2 separate regions of the Gossypium hirsutum genome follow, and region 2 is linked to region 1. A link is a contact called in public Hi-C data. All regions are on one chromosome and are shown on one strand. Each heading gives the region's core, a stretch centred on a gene start, on an enhancer-like site or on the middle of the called end of the contact. The rest is flanking DNA. Distances are from core to core; before and after follow the strand shown.

What was found. A called contact is a pair of places that touch in the nucleus more often than the background predicts.
Region 2: a contact with region 1 is called in a Hi-C map of leaf, with 2.1 times the contacts expected there. The contact joins the promoter of LOC107909854 here to the promoter of LOC107909848 in region 1. A contact is called at or near these places in 3 of 34 Hi-C or Micro-C datasets (leaf and petal).

The regions. Positions count from the first base shown.
Region 1 is chrD02:55,760,074-55,767,782 of Gossypium_hirsutum_v2.1, reverse strand. LOC107909848 (teosinte glume architecture 1-like) reads right to left here and starts at 5,042. Exons shown (of 3, transcript NM_001327023.1): 1 at 4,805-5,042; 2 at 4,229-4,365; 3 at 3,534-4,157. The coding sequence starts at 5,016. The coding sequence ends at 3,577. LOC107908275 reads right to left here and starts at 2,110. Exons shown (of 1, transcript XM_016835502.2): 1 at 1,501-2,110. The coding sequence starts at 2,022. The coding sequence ends at 1,678.
Region 2 is chrD02:56,273,207-56,280,915 of Gossypium_hirsutum_v2.1, reverse strand. It overlaps LOC107909854, which reads right to left and starts at 4,861. Exons shown (of 2, transcript XM_016837540.2): 1 at 4,523-4,861; 2 at 3,737-4,279. The coding sequence starts at 4,645. The coding sequence ends at 3,791. LOC107909855 (nuclear transport factor 2A) reads left to right here and starts at 1,350. Exons shown (of 2, transcript XM_016837541.2): 1 at 1,350-1,963; 2 at 3,145-3,480. The coding sequence starts at 1,670. The coding sequence ends at 3,219.

The DNA.
Region 1 (7,709 bases), core at 3,793-6,292:
AATCGCCGCTAATACCCTAATTTGGTGTAGTGTAATGATCATTATGTACGAGTGAGAGATGTTGGTGTAAACGTCTATAATGGACATTCACACACTAAATCATGCCCCACATGGTAGATAAAAATAGTGACAATTTATATTTTGAAAAAAAATATAGAAAAAACCCAAAGCAATTTCATGGTATATGGCATAAAAGGGGTTAGTCCCTCAACCATTACCGACATTATTTTAAAACAAAAGGAAAACAAGTTCCCCATGTTTTGTTGAAACGAAAACAAAAGGATTAGTGTCATTATTAGTCTTTTATTTAATTCTTGAGCATTCTTTTGTTCGAAGTTAGTGTTATGATACGTAAACAATTTTCGTTTGTGGTCTTGTCTTGATCAATATATTGAATCATATTTTCTTGACGATCTGGTATGTGTGCTTCTTCTATTATTAGCTCTTTAAATATTTTTATAATATATATTCCCATATGTTAACATATGGATTCAAATCTTTTTTACATGGAAAATTTTTATTGATTTTCTTTAAAAATATGAAAAGACAAAAATATCTTTGTAAAATAATATAATATTTTTTAAATATGAAAGTTTAATTAGTAATTTAACCAATTGAGTTGGTGTTACGACTCGTGACATCAAATTTAGTAAAGGACTTAATATTAGTTGTGACACTATTATTTAATTTTTTGATTAAGTTGATATTAGAAGTCAACCATACACTAACTGAAATAGGAAAAAAAATTAAAATCCTATTTTTTTTATAAAATAAAAAATATTTATATTTATATTTTTTATATTTTTATATAAAATATTACCATGATAGAATTTAAACTTAAAACATCATGATTTTTAACACAATAATTTTATCTAAATTCTCATTTGGTTTTTTAGATTAACTCTTTATATATATATATATATATACCTTATATTTTTCTTTCATCTCCAAATTTATAAGCTTTACAAATTTTCCACTTTTTTATATGATAATTTCTTGTCTTTGCTTAGTTTTGAATGTTGAGCAAAGAAATTTGTTTTGCTTTCTATGGCTTAGAAAAGATATTAGCTTGTTTAGAAAAAATTAAATTCAATATACCCAAGATACAAAAGTCGAAATAAATCATTCAAGTTAGGAAATGAGTTAAAAGGCAAAAACAATTGTAATATATAAGATTATAGCACCTCCAAAAAATTGATATAAAAATCAATTTGAGTTTGCAATGAATTAAGTAAAAAAAGAATTATAGCAAGAAGATGTTCGTTGAGATTGCAAATTTTAAGTTAGACAATTTAATTTTATATTTGGTTCTCGAAACTAATTCCAGATCCATCACTTATTAAACCCTATTCTAAAGGTGTCTTTGATAAAATATAAAATATCGTGAGTAGAATAAGAAAAATGAAAGGAGATCTGTTATATGTAGTACTTGGGTACTAATTAATTAAGTTAAAACTATGTATATGTAGAAACTAGTACACTAGTATAAAATTCAGGATGTATCAAAACTCAAAAGATCACACATATCAATAGGATACTAGTTTTTATGGGGCAATACATAACACTAATACTAATGCATATAAAAAAGTATATATAGCTTGTATAAATTACCCAAACTCTGCTTTAGCAAGGATTCCATTTCTCTACACAACTTGCTGGTACTTTATACCAGTGGAATCAATCAACTCTGTCAAGCTTAAAGCGTTCTCGAACGATTGAAATAAAGCTAGTGGCCTTGAAATCCACATTTTCATCGCCAACACCCCATCTCTCATTTGCATACATATTCTGGTCGTAAAAACTGGGTGGCCTGATCAACCTCGCATAGGATACCTTCAGCATTGAGGATGGAACACTCATTTGCTCATGGGAATCAGTTGGTTGGTTGGAGTTAGCATAGGAATAGGGAACCACCTTGCTGCATTGCTGATGAGCAGTGGTGGCTCGTGGCTTGGTCACTCGAGACAATGACTTGGCTAACTTGCCTTTGAAAAAAAAACCCTTCCTCTTAGAGGACTCCATATTGGGTTTTCTAAGAATAAGTGAACTCTTTTAGTTGAAGTTGAGAAGAGATGGTTTGGTTTGGTTTGGTTTGGTTTGGTAGCTCATAAAGATGGCTAAGCTCTCACATATATTTATATATATAAAGAGAGAGAGAGAGAGAGACAGAAAGCAATGTGCCTAATCTAATGCATATCCTAATGGCATATCTAACACTGGCCAACAATTGGGAATCTAGAAGAATACTACTAGATTAATGGAACTAACTTTAGAAGAGTTCTATTTCAATGTGTGAAGTGATGAAAAAGTGGGTTATGATTTTAAGGGGTTTTTTTTTTGTTACTTAAACATGGTTTTAATGGATGTCTTTTTTCGTAGGAATTTACTAAAGCCTGATTGGTATTGATTTATTTGATAGCTGTTTAAACTTTTGACCGACGACTTTGTTTATTTTCACTATCAGAATCAGTTTAAACGTACCACAACTTAGTCAAGGTCTGTGGTATACCTAAAAGCAGAATTTTCTTTAAAATATAAGCCAAATTTACACCTCTACCAAATCTTAACTTTAAATTTTTTTTATGGAAATTAATTGCTAACCCCATTTAGGCATTCTACCTAACCCAAAGAATTTGATCCACTATCGCTTTCATCTACTAAAATATTATCTGTTAAAAATATTGCATTAACTTGATTAAATCCATATTTTTTATTCTTAATGACTTTATATTTGAGGTATTTCGTGTTAAGCCACGGTTCTTTTTTTTTTTTTTGGGTTCTTTTAAGGAAGAAAAGAAAAACAAAATCCATGTCTGCCACAAGCGATTGTCTGAATCCGCGGACCCGTGAGGTCTGAATTTTTGTTATTATTAATTTGCTGTCGTGTTGTGTCTGTGATGTTTTGTTGTTTGTATGACACTAACTCAGTTCTCATCTGCCTTCACTGGAAAATACTGGAAGAAAGGTGAAGAAGGGAATAGATGAACTTGAATTAAAATAAGGCATTTTATGGACTTTAAACCATTACATCTTTATCCATTTTTTAACTTTGGTTCATTTAAAAAATTCACTTTAAGATGTTATAGGATAAATGCAATAGTTACTTTATACCTTTCTTACCTTCATTCAGATACAGACAAATATATTGAACACTAACACAGTAATCGTGTAGACCCAGAAATTTTATCATATGACTATCTGACCCGAATCCAAAAAACCAATCCGATCTACTCGAATTCAAACCCCAATTTGAACCAATCGAATTCCATCATCATCAAAAGACATCTCTTTCAAATACCCTGATTGCAGCGAAAGACATACTTCATATGCAATCACTTTCAAGTTTGAGATCTGGTGTTTGAAACCTTGAGACAATGTTAAATTAACTTGGGCAGCTTGTAATGAGAACTGTGTCATTTGCCTGCATTAAATAATAATTTGAAGGTACATGGAAATGGCTCATAAACAAGTCCATATCAAAAGGTTCATACATCCTTGGGAACTTACTAAAACAAGTGCTACATAATTAAAGGAAAAACGTTATGATTTGAACATATAGTTGGAAATGGCATATATTTACTCCCATGAGAAGGTGAGTCTATGGTGAGTACCACTTGCAGATGATCCGGGATGTCCGATTCGAAACACTCCATTTCCATGGAGATCAGTATTGGCACTTTGATCAGTGGCCAAAATGGTTCCTACTTGCTCCCCCTCCATTCCTAGACCTTTATATTGCAAGTTTGGGATCAAGGATGAGGTTGAGCCAGACTGCATCATAGGGCTCAAACTAATCTCCCGAGTCTCAGCCGGTTGTGATGACAGAAGAGAGAGAGCACGATTAGACTCGACGGTTCGATTTAACCCATTCAACAACATTTTCTGGCTGATGCCACCATTGCTTGATGAAGGATTAGCATTGACAAGCGGTTGACAAACAGAAACTCCTGGGTGTGATGAATTAGCACTTTGTAAGAATGAGAACTGCCTTTCTCCTTTGTAGTTGAGAGATGAGGCTCCAACGAACGAGCTATTTCGGCTGCTGAAGTTTAACGATGAACTTATATCGGTTTTGACTTTCACCGCCCCAGTCGAAGAATCGGTCATGGATGTAGTGGAAAATATTTGGGGGCTGCTGAATAGTAAATATCTACTCCCTGCGTTAAGAGTCTAATTCTTATCAAAATACATCACAAATAAGCCATTGCATGGGAATATGAAGGCATACCTGGGGGATTTGAAAGTAAGCTTCCAGAATTTACAGTCAAAGCATTAGGTTGAGGCTTTCTCCGCCGTCTGTTGTGTCCATCTAGACGCTTCCGGCAGCTTCGTTTCCCTTCGTCAAACTCCACTAACGAATGAAACCTAATAACATTGCATTCACCAGAAACAAACTCTTACCATTTATGAAACAAAATAAGCTAAGAATGAAAGCATGTGATAGAATCTTGCTAAGGAGCAAATCACATTAGAACATTTATCGATGCCATTAACTTTCATGATGCATCACAAGAGAATTTCTCACTTGATAGAATTAATTTCCATCATGAAAAAGGAGAGTTTTAGCGGAGACTAAACAGCTTTATCGATTCTAATCTCAAGATAAACAAATCATACTCATAAACCTTAAAACACAAAGGAAATACCCAAATTCGGAGTAATAACGCATTGCTAAGCAAGAATCGATCCATATAGGGAAAAAAAATCAGCAGATGAGGAGGCAATGGAAAGAAGTAAAATGATTGAGGAAAGCAAAATCTATTAAACTCCATGTTCAATCTGCATAAAGCGATTCAATTGTTACCTGCTGCACTGCTGACAAAATCGTTGTTCTTGACCCCTAATTGAGACTTTTGGGGTTTTAGAGTGGACTTCGCATACTTTATGGCGTCGATGGTAGTCCCTGCATTTGCTGAGGTCCGCAGTGCAACCATCAACCAAGCATGAAGGTACTTGGTTACCGGAACCAGGCGGCCGAGCCCTTTTAAACGAAGCAGATGACGGTGCTGATTCCATCAATGGCACCCTTCACGGTACCAATACTCTCAAATCCAACAATGGCTGGCGATTCCTAATTCACCTGCTGAGTTACAATGGACTTTAAACACCTCAATATCGCTGCAAACATTACAATGTATTCTTATTTCTTGTTCTTCAGTCCCATCACCTTAATCAAACTATAACGTAAATTCAAGCCCCTCTTAAAAACGTTCCTTAGAAACAAATAATGGGAATTAAACCAAATCTAGAAAAATGTTAAATTTCTACTTCGGAGAGTTGGGTTTTATTAAAATATATTGGGACTACAAAGTTTGTTTCCTTTTTTGGGTCATTTCAAGATGAAGAACAAGAGGAAGGGGATGATTGGTTGGGTTGGGTTGGAAACTCATAAAAATGATCCATCCATCCGCCTACTATAAGTGACTCATCATATATGACCAAATTAAAGAGTCGTTGACAATTAATACTTACTACTTAATAAGTTTAAATGGGAGAAATGAAATTTTGAATTATAACTTGAAAAAAAATTGAATGGGAATGATGGTGCAAAGTTGTAAATGTGTCAAAAGAGTCATGAACATACTTGCTATTACAATGGGAGAAGTATAAAAAGAAGTCTAATGTTGACTCTTCCATTGTCCTGTTCAGCCATGTTATTATGATTCATATAAGAGCAAAACATGACTATATTTAAAAATTTCAAGATGTTTAGCTATTTGAATGATCTTAATGACTCTCATTATCTACGTTTGTTGTTTTATAAATATATGAATATTAAAAAGAAACTTTAAAACATCATACATTTGTCAAGGAAAAGAGTGTGAAAGGAAAGGAAGGCGGTCTTAATGGTAATAGGCCCCCCAACTTTTATGATATTTAAAGTTAAATTTATAGTTTTTTTTTATAATTTTAATAGGTAACAAGGCTTTTGGGAATTGAATTTAAAAATAGGACATTGGAAATGTTGTAAACAGTGTGACATCAATGGAGTCGGCACTCGCATCCCAACCACAAGTAGCATGGAAGATATTTTTGGAAAACAAAGAAAGGCCTTTGCCACAATGTGTTTTTCTTTTTCCTTTTTATATTGAAACAAAACTCTTAAAACTTTTTAAAATCCCAATTGGGCTTAAATAATAATTCATTGGAAATGTTGAACTTGTATTGAACCCCAAAAAGAACATGTTAGTAGTTGTTTTTTTGTTCTTAGGTTAAGTGGGTATTTCCCAAAGTAGAGACTTTTTCACTTTATAAACTTGGAGCAAAGGTTGGTGAATATACTAAACCCCGTTGATTTACTAAAAAAGAGGGGCACAGCCCATATGGGTCTTTTTCAACCGTGACATATAGTTATCATTGCAACGACCAGAAGAAACCACTTTAGTTTACTATTAAATACATTTATTTAATTTTTATAAAATTGATATATACGGTTTAAAAAATATAATAAAATATTTTTTATATCACGTCTATTTTTATTTATATTTTTTAAAATTGTTTAAGGTTGAACCCACGTAAATCTCAAACAGTAACAAATGTAAATTTTATTAAAATAAATTTAGTAGATAAGTAATAAAGAGACCTAAACTTTCTCCCCTAAAACAACCCTACGATTTTTATAAACATAAAGTATAGAGTTACATCTAATTTCTTAAAAAGAATGAAGCACTTTGAATTAGTATTTTGCTTACCATATATAAAGAGGTAAGTAAAAGGGTGAAGGGGTACCTGAGAGAAATCTAACAGAAGCTGGGCACGTTCTGCAATGATAGTTTCAGATAAGCTGTGAAAAAGGAGAAAAAAAAGTTGGAACGGGAAGAAGTGTGAAGTGAAAAAAAAACTACTTTTGAGCACAAGAATAAATAGCCATTTAAGAAAGGGATTGTGAGCTTCTTAATCTATGAAAGCTAAGCTAGGGTTAATAATTTATTCAACAATGGAGATTAAGAGAGAGAAGTGAAAGTGGCAAAGGAGATGAGCATGTAAGGTTTCCAGCTTACTTTATAGGTGTAGAGAGCTTTGAAAGTTAGAAACAAGTTGCATAATAAAATGAAACTCAAAAATAATGGTTGCTGGAAAGAAAAAAAGAAACGAGTGGCAAGGAAAGTGACAGGGTGTTCTAATTGCTTTTTAAGTATCAACCTTTTATCCGGAGAGGGGAAAGAAAAAGGTACAAAAGGTTTATGTGTTGTGTTTCACTTTCCGGTTCCTATTTTATTTGTTTGTTTGTCCTTTGTTGAATGTCTTGGTTATTTAGTTTTATTTTAATTTGATTTTATCATATATTTTTAGTTTTTTAAATTATAATTTTTCTTAAAAAATATGTTTTTTTCCCAAATTCAATTTTAGGATGATTTGTTGTTGTTGTTTTATCTATTTTGAGGTGGGTAAGTTAAAAAATTAAAAAAAGTGAAAATTTAAAATAATTTATGTTTATAAAATTAGACGGTTAAATGATTAATTATGAATTTTTAAAAAGATTCTTGTATGAATTAAATTGTTTTGATTATACTTCACTATTCAATTGTATTTCAGAATTTGTTTTATTTCACATGAAAAAGCACATGCATGATTCTATTTTAAATTTTGTGCCAAAACCTGAAATTCGGTAAAATAGAAAAAAAAGATTATATAATAAAGAAAATATTAATTTGGGTATATAATAATGAGGGAGATTATATCATATTGGAACCCAATTTTGCACCTGG
Region 2 (7,709 bases), core at 3,612-6,111, 510 kb before region 1:
CACAAAACCCCTTAAAACGTTTACTATTTTTCTTTATTATGCTTGTTTAGAATAATATGATATAAATAAACTAATTTTATCAAAGAAAAGAAGACGACGAAAAAGAAATTGAGATGGGTGATTTTCTTTCTAAACAGACCATCCATGGCCGCCGCACCGTTACAAGTTTCTACTTTCGGAGAGGGAAGCACTGCTTCGATTAATGATAGTACTAGTCATAATAAGCCTTCCCAACTATAAAGAAAACAATCTACAAAGCAGAAGTATGGGTTTATTGTTGATAACTTCTCAACCTTCGATCAGGTTCCCTTTTTTTTTTTCTTTTTCCTCTCAACTTGAAAATAAAAGAAAAGAAAACTAGGAAGCAGGAAGAAGTAGTGGTGACAAATGAAGCAGGAAGCAGCAGTGGCGAAGAAGTATGAAGCAAAAAATAAATTTAGTCATTAAAGATTAGGGAAGGGGAAATAGAGATCGGAAAGGGAATTAGGGATTGGGAAGGGAAAAAGGAATATGAGGAACTTGGTCTGCTGGGAACAGGGTAAAATATTTAGGTTAATAAAATCAGGCTAGGCTTGGGCTGAAAAAACTTTACCCGAAGCCTAATTTATTTTTTAAATGGGCTTTATTCTTAAGTATAAATTCAATTTTCAAGCTTATATAGGTGTACGACGCGATCGATGGACTAAGTATAATGAACAAGCGGTCAGAGGCGGGTGGGGTGGCTTTCCTATGGGTGGCATGAAGTATGTTAGTGGTTGATTATGAGGTGATTAACTGGAAGTTCATCTGTAGGGGCCTCTTAGATCATTTCTCTTGGGGTTACATATCTAACCAGAGCAGGGGTATAACAAAAATGTTTATAATTTTTATATATTTTGAAATTTTTTAATTTTAAATTACTTGCTGAGTGACATACACAACAAAATAGTAGCACGGAAATTATAATGTACTTGTACATATGGTATAATTTCTAATGGTTTTGTTAAATTGTAGTGGAAATTTTTCAATTTGATAAAAACTCAAAAGATAAAAAGGGTTCAGGATAGTAAAAAGGAAAAAAAAGCAGATGCTAAATTGACAAAAGTTATAAATGTTAGAGGTTAAACTGGTAATTATACTTCAATTTTAAACGGAATTAATGAAAGAAAAGTTATCCAATGGACTGAAAATGAGTCATTCAAAAAGTAAAGATTCAATCAAACAAAAGTAATGAATTAAATCCAAACAAATTGATAAGTAGAGGGACTATTCTTAAGATTTACCAATAAATTTGCTTGGCTTAGCTGCGTTACATTGACGCAAAGAAAAGAGGGTTTATAAGAGAGGGGCCTTTCTACAGTGACTGATAAATAAAAGAAATGAAAAAAATGAAATTTAGAAAAACACTCCGGCAGGCATCCACTGTTTGATTTTGATATTAATTTTTTCATGATTCAAAATGAACCGTTGGATAAATCCTCCTATAAATACACATTATTATTTATTATTATAAATAAGAAAAAAAGAGAGAGATAAAAAAGGAAAACCCTCTCTCAAATCTTGGCTCGCCAGTCGCCTCTCTTTCTTCTTCTGCTTCTTCTTCTTCATTCTGTTGGCTGCTGCTGCTGCTTTGGTGGCGTGATTTAGAAGCCACAACTCAATTTCATATAAAGAAAAAAAAAAGAGTGAGATGGATCCAGACGCAGTAGCCAAGGCCTTCGTCGAGCACTACTACTCCACATTCGATGCCAACCGGGCCGGTTTAGCCAATCTCTACCAGGAAGGTTCCATGTTGACCTTCGAAGGTCAAAAGATCCAGGGCTCTCAGAGCATCGTGGCTAAGCTCACCAGCCTTCCTTTCCAGCAGTGCAAGCACAACATCACCACCGTCGATTGCCAGCCTTCCGGCTCCGGCGGCATGCTCGTATTCGTCAGCGGTAACCTCCAACTCGCTGGCGAGCAGCATGCTCTCAAGTTTAGCCAGGTATTTTCTTATTAGCTCAGCCATCTACTGCTGATCTTATGTGTCACTCTTGAATTCATCGGTTATATCCTTGTGTTAATTTCACGATTCCATTTCATATTGGTGGAGTGGATCTTTTAAGTTGGTGTTTTGATCTGACTGAAGTGGGAGCGGTAATCGAAATGTTCTCTATGGGATCTTAATAATGGTCCTATCTGTGATGTTTAAGCCTTAATGCTCATCGGATTTGCTTAAGATTACAGTTCCAGGAATTGCACATTTTTCATTCATTTTGCATCTATATTGATGGGATTGGTTAAAGTAAAAAAAATGTTATTTCGGCTATAAACCCGATTTCATTGTGCATAATACGTTTTGGAAGATGTGGATTTGTTTTTGGATCCACCATCTTTCCATAGAACCTGCTCCACTTTTACTTTGTTTTGCAACCTGGAACTGCACATTTACATGTTCCTTGTCATCAATTATTTGGACCCTGTCGCTCCTGGATATTCCTCTCCTCTTGCTATAAGCGTGGTGTGGGCCGTAGTTGTGTAGGTAATTGTACTATAGACTCTGCATTCAAGAGCTTGCTTTTGTTTCATTTTGTTTATTGCACCCTTTGCTAGTACTTATTTCATTTTTATACTTGTCCTTTTCGCATAAGTGACAGAGGTCCTCTCAGTGCTCACTCTGAACAATTATCTGCCATCTCCCTTGATGTTGTTTCTTGCGACTCTACTGGATATAAAAGAAAATCCACTACCACACCCCCCCTCCTCACCTGGAGACATTGATGATTTCCTTATGGTTTATGTCTTTCATTCACGTGGAGCAAACTTATATATGTGTTTCATCTATGTTGATAGTTAAACAATGTTTATCCCAGATTACATTTTTTTTGAAGTACACATTTGTATTCAACATATTTTTGGGTATAGATATGGGGATATGAGCCTCCAAGATCCTCTAAATTTTATAACTTTAGGAAATTGAATATTCAGACATCGACATTAACACCCCAATTTGAGCAACATAGTAGTTAACTGTTTTATGTTGCCTAAAATTATGAATGCAAAGACATTATGTTTTTAATGTTATGTTTAGAAAACTAATAGATATTGCATCCACCAATGCCTTGGTTCAGTTTCATTAACAACTTTACTAACCTAGGTTGTCTTTATGTTGCATTCTGCTATCAGATGTTTCATTTGATGCCAACGCCACAGGGAAGCTTTTATGTGTTGAATGACATATTCAGGTTGAACTACGCGTGAAGACGATGATTAATCAAGGGATGGGAGTACAATGCCTGAGGATTTAAAACACGTTTTTGCCTATTTTAGGCTTAAATGAAATTTGGAATTTTGTTTTATTTGGGGGTTGATTATGTTTCGTGTTCCATTATGGTTTCCATATCTCACCATATTTCAGGGACTGATTGGTTCAGTTGGTGAAAGACGCTATCTTGTGAATTGGATGTTTTGATTGAGACTTACTTATTTTCCATCAAATGAATCAAAGATATGTATATGCAATTGTATGCCCACTGTGAATGTTCTTTCTGTTTCCTCGTATTATTTTCGTTTGAAAGGATTGAACCTTGTTCGTGCGCATAACACGGGTCTGGACCTTGGTTTTGAAACATTGGGTGGTTAATGTTGTGACATACACACGCACGTATGATTATCTTGGAATCACAGATGTATTATTGGATTAGAAAAACCGAATGAAAACAATCTTTAAAACTGAGTTAAAATTCAAAGCAAAAGAGAGTAGAATTTGGATTATTGATTGATTATAATAGATGGAATCCTAAATAAAATTATTATTTCGATACTTTGCTACTCACTTTTGAACAGAATAAACAAAAACTATGATTGGTAAAACCTTGGATGGCTCCCACTCAGTGTCCTTACCGCTGGATCCCAGATGTGGGAACTCGGGAAGTTGAAGAGAGGGAGGTGAAGCTGAAGCATCAACAAGGTGATTATAATGTTGTTGTGTAGGTTTGGCTCGACCTTTGAGCAGTGTAACAAGCCAACTTCCAACAGATTTAAAAGGGTGAGTGAGACCATTTTTAACCTGGAGAAGGAGTGATGCTTCAGAGACTTGCCAGAACAAAGTGACGACAATCATCACCGAAAGAAGGCCATGGGTTATGGTATTCTGCTTCTTTATTGCTTTAAGCTCTTTCACCAATTCTTCAACACCCATTCCCCCACATCCACTGCCATTTTCACTTTTTGCCTCTGCTTTATCATCTTCAGCCCTCGGAAAATTTAACTCCTCAACTTCATATTGCTTCAGGGTGTTATTTTCTTTTAATGATTCTAACTGTTCAACAACAGCATGACAACATTAAAAATAAATCCCAATGATGTTTAAATCAGTTCTTCAAGATGAAGAAAACCCATTTTTGATGGGGGGAATTAGAACTATGGAGTTGGCGAGTGTAATGGCATCGTAAATGGGGGTTTTGAAAACGAGGTCTGGTTAGTTCATATGAAGTTGCTCTGAATGAATGAATAATTTGGTTTTAGATTAAGATTAGGATTTTTTTTGATGTAGTGTACATACCTGAGAGAACAATCTGGAGAGGAGATGGTCATTATCGTTTTCAGAGATAGCTTTTACTGTGGTACCTTCTAAGAGTTTCTGGATTGCCTGATTGATAAGCTCAATATCTTGAGTTGATTCCATTGGTTCTCAACATGGAAATTTCACTGCTTTCTTTGTTGGAGGTGGATGAAAGCCGCCGTTAAGTGATTTTTCTTCCGCTTAGAGGTTGAACAGGTGCAATGGATGTCTAAACCCCCTAAAGCTATAACAAAGTTGAGGCCACTTGGCTATGATGTCATCTTGTCTGGCCCACTGTCCATTCTGCGAATGTTCATGAAACCCACATCCAAAACCCATTCCAAGTCCAATTATGCCTTTTTCTTTCTCCAAATCTAGTTTTTGATTTGATAAGTGGGTTTAATTTTATTAAAATTGGATTAATTTTAATTCGACTTTATTTAAACTTAAACTCAATAAATTATAATTTTATGAACTGAATCGAATCTTATTATTTATTATGCGAGTTGCAAGCCTTATTGCTTTCCCTAAGAGAAAAATAAATCCAATTGCCAACCTTATTGCTTTCCCTAAGAGAAAAAGAAAATGAACAATACAATTAGAAGGAATGATGGAGTTAAGTTCATTAAAAATTGCAGCAACTTCTCAAGGAGTATCATTTTCACCAAGCAATGCATCAATGTAGTATTTGTTGTTGGATTCGAGGATGGTATTGTGCTAGTTGTGAAGGAAAATTAGTTAAGAACCTAGCCTTAGAGCAAAGGCTTTAACCACAAGTGTTGATGAGCAACCAGTTGCGCGTTGGCTCCCAAAACTATCAAGCCTTGACTATCTCTAACAATAACAACAATGCTTGTTTTGTGGGATGAATTATTAAAGGTTGCATCGCAGTTGACTTTGAGTGATCTTGATGGTAGAGTCTAAGAAATTTCTTTCAGAGTAGTTAACTTCATGGTTGAGGTCGAAAAGGGAGATATAGCCAAGTTCTGTGAAGAACCCATGAATTCTGTGAACCATCAAGGATTCGCTTATTAGAAAACATAGGTGCGTATCCAGTTAGAGTTTATTGCTATAAATATCACAAACTGGGCCAAATTCAAATTTTTAATTTTCTACTGTGCAAGAAAACTATTTTCAAAGTAGATTTTTTCCAACATGGACGTGGAGTCCTTGATGAAGAAGGCACATGAGGCTATTATAGTGGCAGATACAAGGGTGCAGCCTGGTAATAGCCACAAAAGGAGAAGGACTGAAAGGGGCTCTTATAGTACCAATGAGAGCAGTGGCAATAGGTTGGTCTGCCGTAGGCTAGGCAAGAAACCAGTTAGCTCTAAAAGGGAGATTACTCTATCGGTCATCCCTGCTCATCCCGATATACAAACGAAGTTCGCCACTCCAATGGACTTAACTCTTTACTCCCAAAGTCCGCCTTAAGAGCCCACTCTATACCATCTTCCACCTTTACTGGCTTAAGGAAAAAAATCCCTCTTCTTCTGGTAGGGCATCAAGGTTATTCCTATGGAAGGACCTTTTCAATACGGGTCAGCATCCCTTCTCTCTACTCGAAATTAGCCAGCGAAAGGAAAGTGGTCTCCCTCAAGAGTTGAAAGAATGTACTCTACCCTTGTCCTCTAAAGCTAACCAACCATCACTAACAGAGTTGATGGACTCCTACTAGATAATGGTGGATCAATGTGGCTTTCTTGGCTGGGCCTTTCGAAAGCGTTGTAGTAGAAGTGAAGCTAGACGAGCCTAGTTAGAAATGGCCTTGGCATCTCGAGATCAAGAACTGGCTCAACTTCGACAAACACAAGAGGTTACAGCCTATCATATCCATGAGTTTGCCATGTCTGTCTCCATCTGGAAGATTAAGTAAAACTCCCAGAAAATGGAATTCGAGGATAGGGTATATCAACTAGAGAGCCAGATCAAGTTTCTGGAGGAACGACACATAGCAGACTTGGAGAGAGTGTAGAGGGCGAACAAGGAGGCCTTAGAATAGTACAAGGCAGATACCATGGCGGAGATAGCAAATTATATTCCAAATTAAGATCTAACCATATTCTACACACCCAAGTCGTTAACGAGACTTTTGATGTGAGCTAGGTGAATTTCGGCTACTTGCGCCAGTTCAACAACGTTGATCTGGGCTTCGATGTGATGAATCCTTCTGGTGCTGAATGAGAAGAGTTCCAGAAGAGGTGGAGGGAATCTCAAAACCTCTTATTATCTTTAGAACCCGAGCCAAACACTTCCGCCCCCATTGAAGAAGCCAACGATGAGGGGGAGAAACAAAGAGGAGATGGCTGATCCGTCGCTTAATCATCTTTGTACTTGTATTGGTTCTCCATTTTAATAGAAACTCTCATCTTTATTTTCCTTGTCTTTTGTTTACCACTCATCTTGCAATGATCCACCAACCAACATTTAATCTCATCACATTTATAAAAACTTAAAAGACTGAGCCAAATCTAATGTAACATGTATATAGGGGTTATTTCATAACTTTCTATGTCTAGAGGATCGATTAAACTGAAGCTCTGGTACCACTAAATTGTAACACTCTAAACCCAACCCAATTTCCGAGTCTGGATATCAGTGTCACAAATGACTTGAATAACCTAACAATTGCTAACATGTTACTCACAAATTTAATTATGTATACATATATCTATCATTTTAACAATTAACCCGTAATCAATTCCATGTTTAACGACTAATTTCATACACTAATTTCTTTTTGAAATTAGGTTCAATTCCTTTTAGTACTAAGCCTTTATAGTTATTCTTCATTGTTAGTACAAATAATGATTTACAAAATTTCCAACTCGAGTCTTTACTACAACTACACTATATTAGCCCCCGAGGTGTGGCCTCTAAGTGTGTCCCTCTGTATACATGAAATAGCTACTGTGCCCAACACTCGAATATTGCGGTGTTTGGCTTGGTCTCTCCACTTGATCCCCGAGTCTTCATCTACCCTATATACAAGCAGTAAATGTTATAAGTTCAGAAGAACTTAGTGAGATCTGTACATAGGTATTCATAGAAGACTTCTTAAAATTTAAGAAGATAAGATTTTATGCACAGAGCTAGAACTCCTTGAATTCCGTAGGAGAATTTGCAAATTTCGCTGGTGTAGTCAATGCCTTGTTCTTTTTGAGCCAACTGTTGGCGAACATAACCA